2 separate regions of the Sus scrofa genome follow, and region 1 is linked to region 2. A link is a contact called in public HiChIP or PLAC-seq data. All regions are on one chromosome and are shown on one strand. The core of a region is the stretch at or near the end of the contact, and the rest is flanking DNA. Distances in the headings are between cores, read along the strand shown. Region 1 holds the start of CRCP (DNA-directed RNA polymerase III subunit RPC9). Region 2 holds the start of SBDS (SBDS, ribosome maturation factor).

Region 1 (5,401 bases), core at 2,700-5,199, 460 kb after region 2:
ACGCAATTTGAGGAAGCTTCATAGCAACTGGCCTGGATTCTTCAAATATCACTGTCATTTGTCATGATGCCAATGTCACAAAAAGAGGCTAGGAGACTGTTATTAAAAGCGATTAAAGAACCATAAAACTAAATGCAGTATGTGACTACTGACTGGATCTTAAATCCATTAAAAAAAAAAAAAAGCAGCTAAAATATTAGGAAAGCTGAAGAAATTTTAATACAGGTTGCATTTTAATGTTATCAGTGCTAAATTCCCTGGGTGTGAAGATGGTATTGCAGTTACACAGGAGAATGCACTTTAAAAATTGATAAAATGATACATCTATAACTCTGAAATAGTTCAGTAAAAAGTGTGTGTGTGTGTGTGTGTGTGTGTGTGTGTGTGTGTGTGTGTGTGGAGAATGCATGCATGTGTGACAGAGGGAAGGCAAATATATCAAATGTTGACAAATGGTGACTCTAAGATATAAAAGGTACTTGTGATGCTCTTTTTGCAACTCTCCAAAGAGTTTGAAATTTTTCAAGGTAAAAAGTTGAGAAAAATGAAGATGTAAAACTAAAGAATTCTCTAAGTTTAAAACAAAGACATTAGCATAACTTATAAATGAGGACACTTTCCTCCCATGCTCCTTCACATTCTCTTGTAGGACTGAGAATAGTACTGATTTTATTTACGGATGTTTAAAATAAATATTCTAAGTGAATATTAAATACTGTCTGAATCTAAACTTACAGGAAGGCAGTCACTTAATTTCCTTAAGTAATGAATTAGCTGACTGAAGTTGACTTGCACTTTGAAATTTACCTATAAAATTTCCTTAACTTTCTGCTGAGTCAATTTAATGGATATAAACATCCATTCGGAATAAACAACAAAATGATCTATTGACAGACCTTCCTTAGAGGCACACACACGTACAAAAAAGCCCAAGCAAACAGTGTCTATTAATTGCCACACAGTTAACTCTTAAGAACACAATGACAACAGAATTGTTCAAATTCTTCCATGTTCAACCTATGTTATCAACCCAAGTCCTGCTGTGAAAAACTAAATTGTGATCCAAGAAAACTGAGCAGGCTTCCAAGTCAATGAACTATTTATTTATTTCCTTTTTTTAGGGCCATACCCACAGCACATGGAAGTTCCCAGGCTAGGGGTCAAATGGGAGCTCTAGCTGCCGGCTATAGCCACAGCAGCAACCCACAGCCACAGAAACGCTAGATCCAAACCACATCTGTGACCTACACCACAGATCATGGCAACGCCGGATCCCCAACCCCCTGAGCAAGGCCAGGGATGGAACCTGCATCCTCGTAGATACTAGTCAGATTCATTTCTGCTGTCCCACAATGGGAAGTCCCTCAATGAACAATTTAAACTGCAGCACTGTCTTAGGAGCTAGCAAACAAATTACCTTCTTTTCTGTCCTGTTACTGAATTGCTTAAGGACCTCTTAGCTAACTTCTCTAAATCTCAGTATTTCCAGCTATAAAATGAAGGAAATTCTGATATTATCTCAAACAGATTATAGAGAAGAGTCCATTCTCCCTATGTATATTAAGTTCAAGAGTAAAAGAATGGGAGTTCCCTCTGTGGCACAGGGTGTTATTAAGGACCCAGCATTGCAACTGCTGTGGCTTGCTGCTGTGGTGCAGGTTCGATTCCTGGTACTGGAACCTCCATGTGCCACAGGTGAGGCCAAAAAAATTAAAATAAAAGAATGAACAGAAGGAGTTCCCACTGTGCTACAGTGGGTTAAGTATTCAACTGCAGTAGCTTGGGTTTCCACAGAGGTGAAGGTTCAATCTCTGGCCAAGAGCAGCGGGTTAAAGGATCCAGCAGCATTGGAGTTCCCATCGTGGCTCAGTGGTTAACGAATCCGACTAGGAACCATGAGGTTGTGGGTTCGATCCCTGGCCTTGCTTAGTGGGTTAAGGATCCAGCATTGCCGTGAGCTGTGGTGTAGGTTGCAGATGAGGCTCAGATCCTGTGTTGCTGTGGCTGTGGTGTAGGCCAGCGGCTACAGCTCCGATTAGACCCCTAGCCTGGGAACCTCCACATGCCGTGGGAAGCAGCCCTAGAAAAGACAAAAAAGTAATAAAATAAATTAAATAAAATAAAGGATTCAGTGTTGCTGCAGCTGTGGCACAGGTCACAGCTATGGCTTGGGTTCAATTCCTGGGGCAGGAACTTACAAATGACATGAAGCCATAAAAATTTTTCTGTGTTTTTGTCTTTTCTAGGGCTGCACCCACAGCATGTGGAGGTTCCCAGGCTAGGGGTCTAATCAGAGATGTAGCCACCAGCCTAGGCCAGAGTCCCAGCAACTCAGGATCGGAGCCAAGTCTGCCACCTACACCACAGTTCATGGCAACACCGGATCCCTAACCCACTGAGTTAGGCCAGGGATTGAACCCATAACCTCAAGGTTCCTAGTCGGATTCATTAACCACTGAGCCACAACATCAACTTCCTCGGCCATAAAAAAAAAAAAAAAAAAAAAATCAATGAATAGAAAGTGGAGTTCCCATGGTGGCTCAGCATAAACAAACCTAAGATAGAGGATGGCAAAATCAATTTAAGGAGTCAACATTCTATTTTAATAGAAGAGACTACTAGAGTTACTGTATACAACACTGTCTCAGGAAGCTTTCACTTCAGATACATATACGTATTGTGGTTTTTTGGGTTTTTTTGGGTTTTTTTTGTCTTTTTGGCATTTCTTGGGCTGCTCTCACTGCACATGGAGGTTCCCAGGCTAGAGGTTGAATCGGAGCTGTAGCCACCGGCCTATGCCAGAGCCACAGCAATGAGGGATCTGAGCCGCGTCTGCAACGTACACCACAGCTCACGGCAATGCCGGATACTTAACCCACTGAGCAAGGCCAGGGATCGAACCCGCAATCTTATGGTTCCTAGTCGGATTCTTTAACGAGCGCCACGACGGGAACTCCAACTGCGTGTGTGTGTGTGTGTTTAAGTCTGCAAAACAGTACATATAAACGTGAAACATGAAGTAAAAGAACATAAAGGAAAATGTCAGGATTAAACAATCAGAGTTCCTGTCCTAGCTCAGCTGCAATGAACACGAGAAGTATCCATGAGGATGTGGGTTTGATCCCTGGTCTCTAGCCTGATAACTTCCATAAGCCACACCTGTGGCCCTAAAGAGCAAACAAAACATAAACATGTTGCCAAAGAGAACGCAACATAGGTATAAAAATCCACATACAAAGTAGCTGCAAAAACTTCCCTCTGCACGCAGTACAAGGAGCAAACATGGAAAAGCCGATGTGGAGTTACAATTGTTAGAATGGCTTCTACTCCTAGCCCCCCACCCCAACCCCACACGGCTACCTGCTTCTTAACTACTTTGCAGAGCACCTCCTCTGAATCCGGGCTCCCCAGAAGCCCACTGCTCCTAAGCAAAACTCTACTCCAGCATTTCCCCACCTCTCCTCCAGGTACTTCCAGGCCGGACCCAGGGTTTAATAAGTCCCTGCTCTCATACCCAGCTCCCCACCGCGACCTGGCGACGCTGTTGAGTGCGTGAGGGAGGGAACAGACACCTGGCACCCCTAAAGGCAGCCGGGCCAAGTGGCCCTCGCCCCACGTCCTGAGCACGCGGTGGGAGAGGGGGCGAAGGTTCAGAAGGCCGGAGGGAGAGTCCCTTCCTAGCCTCCTGGCCCGCCGCCCTCCCCGCCCGCCCGGACGAGGAATCGCCCCCGGCCCACATCTCCCGGCTCCCAGGAATTAGCCGTCCCCAGCTCTGAGCGTCGCCCTTGAGCCGACGACGCGCCCCGGGCGGCTTACACTTCCATGTCGTCCCCGCCTCGTCGCCTTCGGCCGGACACAGACCCTCACCGCCCATCCGCTGCTCTCGCCGCCCGAGCAAAGCGCCCGGAAACCGACTCCGCGGACCGCGGTGCACGCCGGGATCGCCGCGCTGCATGCCGGGATCCTGGAGGACCCCCGTGGGGCCGGGGGCGTTGCTGGCTCGTCTTCCCGACCCGTCTCTGCGCTCTTGGTCCGACCTCAGGCTGTCAAACGTTTGCAGACGGATTTAGCTCACGTTTTCGTGGTCTAGGGTATATCCAAGTATTAATCCAAAGATGTAATCGGATTCGTAGGCATTTGCAGCGTTAAAATCCCACCCCTTGGATAGTAGCGATGGCAAGGGGCGAGGTGGCCTTGGGCTGCTGGACATGCTCTCTTTCAGGATCTGGACGCCGAGTAGGTGGTGCTTCTGAAAATTCGGTGGGCTGTAGCTTATGTGCACATTTCTGTATGTGTGTTATAATGGAATAAAACGTTCTAAAAGGTGAAAAAAAATCTCAGACTCCCTTCTCCCTGTTCCCATTCTTCACTATTTGTCAGAAAATTATGAAGAGACTTCTTGACAGTCTCTGATCTGGCCTTTCTAAGAATTTGCCCAAATGGAATCATCAGATGCTTGACGAAAGATCAACGTGTAATGATAATTTTGCTGGGAGATAGCCTACATACCCAACAATGGAAAATTGATAAATCGTGTTTCAGCCATACAGTATGCAGTACGATATATGTGGCCCAAGTAATCTTGTAGCATATTTGATATGCTGGGGAAATGCTCAAGACAGATTTTTTTTTTAAGATGGAAAATGATGTGTTGTGACTCTAATAATCTAAAGAAAAATAATGCATAGGGGAAAAAAGACCTCAGGGTAAGGGTGATACAGCCACCTAATCTATGAAATTTTGTGTCTTAAAAAAAAAAAAAAAAAAAAAGAGTTCCTGTTGTGGCTCAGCAGTTAACAAACCCGACTAGCATCTATGAGGACTCAGGCTCTATCCCTGGCCTCACTCAGTGGGTTAAGGATCCAGTGTTGCCATGAGCTGTGGTGTAGGTCACAGACACGGCTCTGGCGTAGGCAGGATGTTACAGCTCCTATTCGACCCCCTAGCCTGGGAACCTCAAATGCTGCAGACACAGCCCTAAAAAGACAAAAAGGAAAAAAAAAAGTGGAAGGCTGATGTCTATTTTCTTCTGAATTTTTAGTATGTTTGAAGTATTTGGAAGGAAATATGCCAAAAATTAAAAATGGCTGGTGTCTTTAGGTGATGAATCAATTGCTAATTTTTCCACTTTTTTATAATTATATCAGTTATCATTTACTAAACACTGTCTCCTTGATAAGCGTTTTGTTATTCCCTGATATTAACAGTTGACAATGCAGGCTTTGCAGGCAGCCTCTGATTCTGTTTATCTCCATCAGTTTATTAGGGGTTGTTTGACCTTGGGAGATTACTTAACCTCTCCTAACCTCAATTCACTAATCTATAAATCATAGGTCCGTTATGTATCTACATAGTAAATGCTCGACGAATATTAGTTACTGTGACAGTACAACCATGTTAC
Region 2 (5,391 bases), core at 1,321-3,820:
TTCCTTTGAGGAGTTACAGCTGTGGCACGGGGGTTAAGAATCCGACTGCAGCAGCTCTGGTCACAGCAGGGGTGTAGGTTCCATCCCCAGCCCGGTGCCCTGGGTTAAAGGATCCAGCTTTGGTTCATCCCTGGCCCCAGAACTTCCTCATGCTGCAGACGCAGCCAAAAAATAAAAATTCCTTAGCTTTTCTGTACTTTTCTGGAAGCCTTAGAAAAAAATCTGCATTTTGAATTGTCTGTAAAAACCGACACCAAATACTTCCCTGTGAAAAAAAATAAGTCCACTTACCTGCTTCCTGATAACAATCTGGAAACATATCCAAAGGCTAAAGCCAAAGGCTAAGCCCAAATATATGTAAAACCTGTTTATCCATAATGATATCAAAGGCGAGGAGAAGTCCCACGTATCCAAAGGATCTAAATTTAAAATGATACATTAATGTAATTTTATTTAAAGCTACATAAACAAAGATACCCATCCTTATTTTAAAGGGGGAAAAAAACAAAGCAACCTTCATATTCAACAAATCAGCTAAGAAATATATAAAAAGCAACTCTAATAAAAACAACACATTATAGGAGTTCCCGTCCTGGCACAGGAAACGAATCTGACTAAACCATGAGGGTTCCATCCCTGGCCTTGCTCAATGGGTTAGGGATCCGGCGTTACTGTGAGCTGTGGTATGGGTCGCAGACGTGGCTCCGATCTGGCTTTGCCGTGGCTGTGGCATAGGCCGGCAGCTACAACTCTGATTCAACCCCTAGCCTGGGAACCTCCATATGCCACGGGTGAAGCCCTAAAAAAAAAGGCAAAAAAGAAAAAAAAAAAAAAAACAAACAAAAAACAACACATTATGTGGTAACGTGATATAATTCTGACTGTAATGCTAATTCAAAAAATATATAAAATTTTATTTCATTTGGTTATAGCATTCGGAAAAGAATGAACATAAAGTCAAAACACTTTATGTGGAATTATACTAATTAACCAAGTTAATTTTGTTTTGTTATGCTGCTCCATAAGAAAACCCTAAAATAAAACCGAAAGTATTCTTTTTTTAATTTTATTTTTAGAGACCAAGAGCTACTTGCACAAGTAACTGACCTCAAGTCCCACTTTTTAAAGGGAGCTATGGATGGACCTGGCCTTAAATGCTGAACTTGGGGGCAATTTTAAAAGCCGAAATCTAAAATTGGGGGTTTACAGGTGCTACTCCATCCTAGAAAGGACCAAAAGTCCTCAACACCCGTGGGTGAGGGGGAGAGGCGGTTTTTTCTGCCCTTTACATGAGTTTAGGGGCATAGGTCTATACTCATCTCCTAGCCTCAAAAGGCCAAAGCCAGGTCACAAGCAGGGATCAGTCCTCCCTTGTCCTCAGCAACACTGGTCCCAGGGTGAGAAGGTCAACGTATTCCGGGGGAAGGGGCCCGAGGGTCTCAGAAAAACGGCTCTCTCCCTTCCCGCCCCAGGAATCTTGCCCGCTGGGGGCCCTTACCCATTCTTCTTAGAGCCCAAGTCCTGCGGCGCGACTGGAGCCCAGGACAGCGGACCTAACAAACCTAGCGTCCGGCGCGAATACTGGGAAACCGCCAGAACCTCCTTGTAGCATTAGCCGTGTGCCCAGAGCCTGAGAAACTGGGGGCAGCCATGCCATTCGCAGGCCTGTCTGGATTGGCTCAGAGGGGGAAGGGGCGGGCCCAGAGGCGAGCTCCGCTCAGAGCTTGGTGAAAAGAAACCGGAGAGCTCCCGGCCCCGCTCGGATTGGCTCAGAGGGAAAAGGGGGCGGGCCCAGAAAAAACACCGCCCAGAACTTGGTGAGTGTAATCCAGAGCACTCCCGGCCCCGTCGGATTGGCTCAGAAAGGGAAGGAATGGGCCCAGAGAAAAGCCCTGCCCAGGGCTCCGAGAATGGAAACTGGAAAGCTCCTGCACACTCAGGAATCCGCATAGAGGAGGGAACGGACTTTGAGAAAAGCCGAATTAGACAGGAGTGATTTAGGGGAAAAAATGGGGGGTGAGGAGCGTTAAAAGAGACTAAGGGCATAATCAACCGAATGCAATTTGTGATCCCATTTGAATCTCAGTTGAAACACACCAACTGTAAAAAAGGCATTATTTAGGGTAAATTTGATTGTGAGTTGGCTAGGAGGTGTTATTAGGGGATTATGGTTAATCTTGTTAGGTGTATCTGTTGGAAGTTTCACTATTTAAAGCTAAAACCACAAGATGATTTGCTTTAAAATGCTCCAACCAAAAAAAAAAGAGGGAGAATGAAACAAGAAAAGCAAAATATTGATAATTGTTGGAAAGAATGATGGGTACATGGGGGCTCATTACACTTTTCTCTAAGTATTTTGTGTTACAATTTTTATATAAGGTAAAGTTAAGGGGGGCGTGGCCCTGAACTCCCGGAACTATGAGGCACCGGCGTCAGAGTTTCCACCCGGTCCCCAAACATCTCCACCAGCCAATCAGAGCTCTTTGGTTCTTTCGCGAAAGTAAATTACGTCAAGGAAGAGCGCTACTCTTTCCGGCGCCGAATGATGTCGTAAAAGCCACAATGCGCAGGCGTTTTTGCCCCCTCTTCCTCGCGCGGTTCCCGCAACACCTGACGCCTGCGCAATAAGTCAGCTGGGTGTATTGGGGTGGCCCGCGAGGGTGTTAGTCACTGCGTCGCCCAGTCTGCGGGCGTGACTGTGCCGCTCGCCGGGTGGTTACATCGAGGCGCAGGTGGCCTCAGGCCGGCGGCGCGGGTTTACCTTGGTTCGCCGGTCCCAAGGTCGCTGAGTGGCCGCGATGTCGATTTTCACCCCCACCAACCAGATACGCCTGACCAATGTGGCTGTGGTACGGATGAAGCGAGCCGGGAAGCGCTTTGAAATCGCCTGCTACAAAAATAAGGTCGTCGGCTGGCGGAGCGGCGTGTGAGTGACCCTCTCCCTCCGATCCCTGGCGGGAGCTGGAGCTGATAGCCTTGGAGCCCACCTCCCTCTGGTTGTCTAATGAGTTTGCCATGCTGGGGTCTTGTCAGGGAAGGAAGTGGGAAGTTTACTCCTGCTGCTCGCGCTTAGCGTCTAAAGCGAACGTTCTCTTTTTTGTTTTGTTGGTGTGGTTTGGGGTTTGGTTTTTGCTTTTGCTGTAATGTCATAAAAGCTACGGCCAAGAAACCCTTCTAATTGTGGTTCTTTTCTCGGAATGATGATCAAGGCAAAGGTCGTAGTCTTCCAGGTACTTCTATAGTTTGTGCATGTCACAGATCTAAGCCCAGTAATTTAACTAGAGTGCGTAGCATATTCACTGCTGCCATCTAGAGAACGGAATTCCTTGGCGGCAGCCTGACCCCACCCCTCAGTGATTCACGCATATTCCCACGATGTTTTTCCCCAGTGAGTAAATGTGAATACAAATGGAGTTCTCAATTTGGAAAACGTTCCCCGGGCACCAAGGGTCGTTTAGAAGTAGTTGTTTCTTACTATTTGTATCGTTGCCGTCTTGGATTTATATGTGAACGAACTTCCAAGTTGCAAAAGTATTTATTTAGGACTTTCTCTCCTGTTCTCACAAGGGAAAAAGATCTTGATGAAGTTCTACAGACCCACTCAGTGTTTGTAAATGTTTCTAAAGGTCAAGTTGCAAAGAAGGAAGATCTCATCAGTGCATTTGGAACAGATGACCAGACTGAAATCTGTAAGCAGGTGCGTTCTAACCACTGCAGCATAATCGACCCTAATATCCATTTGTGGTGTAAGTACTTAGAGATAGGTTAAACTTTAAAGTATTATTTTTAGCAATTATTTTCTCCTGCTGTATAGCAGTGGAAACTATTTCTAGTCACTTATGATAGAGCATGATAATGTGAGAAAAAAGAATGTATATGTGTATGTGTGACTGGGTCACCTTGCTGTACAGTAGGAAATTAACAGAACACTCTAAACCAGCTATAATGGAAAAAAATAAAAATAATTAATAAAAATAAGTATTATTTTGGGGTTGGTTACTTTTTTTTGTTTTTTTGTCTTTTGAGGGCCCCATCCACACCATATGGAGGTTCTCAGGCTAGGGGTCCAATCGGAGCTGCAGCTGCCAGCCTACACCACAGCAACTTGGGATCTGAGCTGTGTCTTCGACCTACACCACAGCTCACGACAAACACCGTATCCTCAACCCACTGAGTGAGGCCAGGGATCAAACCGCAACCTCATGGTTACTAGTCAGGCTCGTTAACCACTGAGCCACAATGGGAACTCTAAAATAAGTATTATTTTTTGGAATGAACAGTTACCATGAAGTAATTTGGTGTTTACAGCATCATTTTTAGTAATTCAAGACATGGATATTTTTGTCAAAGCTGCCCCAAATTAGATTTCCTACTAAACTGCCTTATTTCATCCATTTATGTATTTTTATTGTAACATAACTGAAAATAAAATTTTAAGTATTTCATCATTTACACCCTTCACTAAGATTACTTTTACCCCTCCCCTCACCTAAATGAGTATGATTTTAGAACAAGATAATCTGGTGCATCCTTTAAGCAAAGCTCAAATTACTGCCAAGTATCAGTATCAGAGAATGAAATTTAATTCTAATTTTAGTTTTAATTTTCTCCCCAGTTATTAATTCCATGGTCAGTTAGCCAATAATGTGAAATAAAGACATTGCTTTCTTGGAGTTCCTGTCTCAGCGCAGTGGAAACAAATCCGACTAGGAACCATGAAGTTGTGGGTTCGATCCCTGGCCTTGCTCAGTGTGCTAAGGATCTGGCGTTGCTGTGAGCTGTGGTGTAGGTTGCAGACGCGGCTTGGATCCCGCGTTGCTGTGGCTCTGGCGTAGGCTGGTGGCTACAGCTCCGATTCGACCCCTAGCCTGGGAACCTCCATATGCCGTGGGAGCGGCCCAAGAAATAGCAACAACCAAAAGACAAAAAAAAAAAAAAAAGATATTAAAAAAATGAAGACATTGCTTTCTTAAACTCGTTGGGGTTTTGGTTTTGTTTTTTTGTTTTTTTGGTTTTTTTTTTAGATTTTGACTAAAGGAGAGGTTCAGGTGTCTGATAAAGAACGACATACACAGCTGGAGCAGATGTTTAGGGACATTGCAACTATTGTGGCTGACAAATGTGTGAACCCTGAAACAAAGAGACCGTACACTGTCATCCTTATCGAGAGAGCCATGAAGGACATCCACTATTCAGTCAAACCCAACAAGAGTACAAAACAGCAGGTGAGTGGGTTTTTACTGTCATCAAAAACCCTCCGTGAAAATCAGTGTTCCCTGAGGAAAATAAAGTAATCAGTCCGTAATAACAAGATGGTGCTACTTGGAAGCAAGAGGGTAGGAGGTTTGGGGAGAGAGGAAGGAAAGGACAGGAGGTTTAGAGAGGAGTGGT

The links. HiChIP or PLAC-seq counts read pairs in DNA pulled down with a chosen protein or histone mark.
Region 1: a contact with region 2 is called in an H3K27ac HiChIP or PLAC-seq map of skeletal muscle, with 5 times the contacts expected there. The contact joins the promoter of CRCP here to the promoter of SBDS in region 2. A contact is called at or near these places in 2 of 5 promoter capture datasets (fetal liver and liver), 1 of 47 Hi-C or Micro-C datasets (heart right ventricle) and 2 of 2 datasets of contacts at active chromatin or transcription factors (alveolar macrophages and skeletal muscle).

Annotation. Positions count from the first base shown.
Region 1 is chr3:16,617,968-16,623,368 of Sscrofa11.1, forward strand. CRCP (DNA-directed RNA polymerase III subunit RPC9) reads right to left here and starts at 3,950. Exons shown (of 7, transcript XR_002342338.1): 1 at 3,817-3,950.
Region 2 is chr3:16,158,954-16,164,344 of Sscrofa11.1, forward strand. SBDS (SBDS, ribosome maturation factor) reads left to right here and starts at 2,571. Exons shown (of 5, transcript NM_001244393.1): 1 at 2,571-2,926; 2 at 3,568-3,697; 3 at 5,025-5,225. The coding sequence starts at 2,799. It overlaps TYW1 (S-adenosyl-L-methionine-dependent tRNA 4-demethylwyosine synthase), which reads right to left and starts at 1,699. Exons shown (of 16, transcript XM_021086357.1): 1 at 1,499-1,699; 2 at 292-419. The coding sequence starts at 1,502.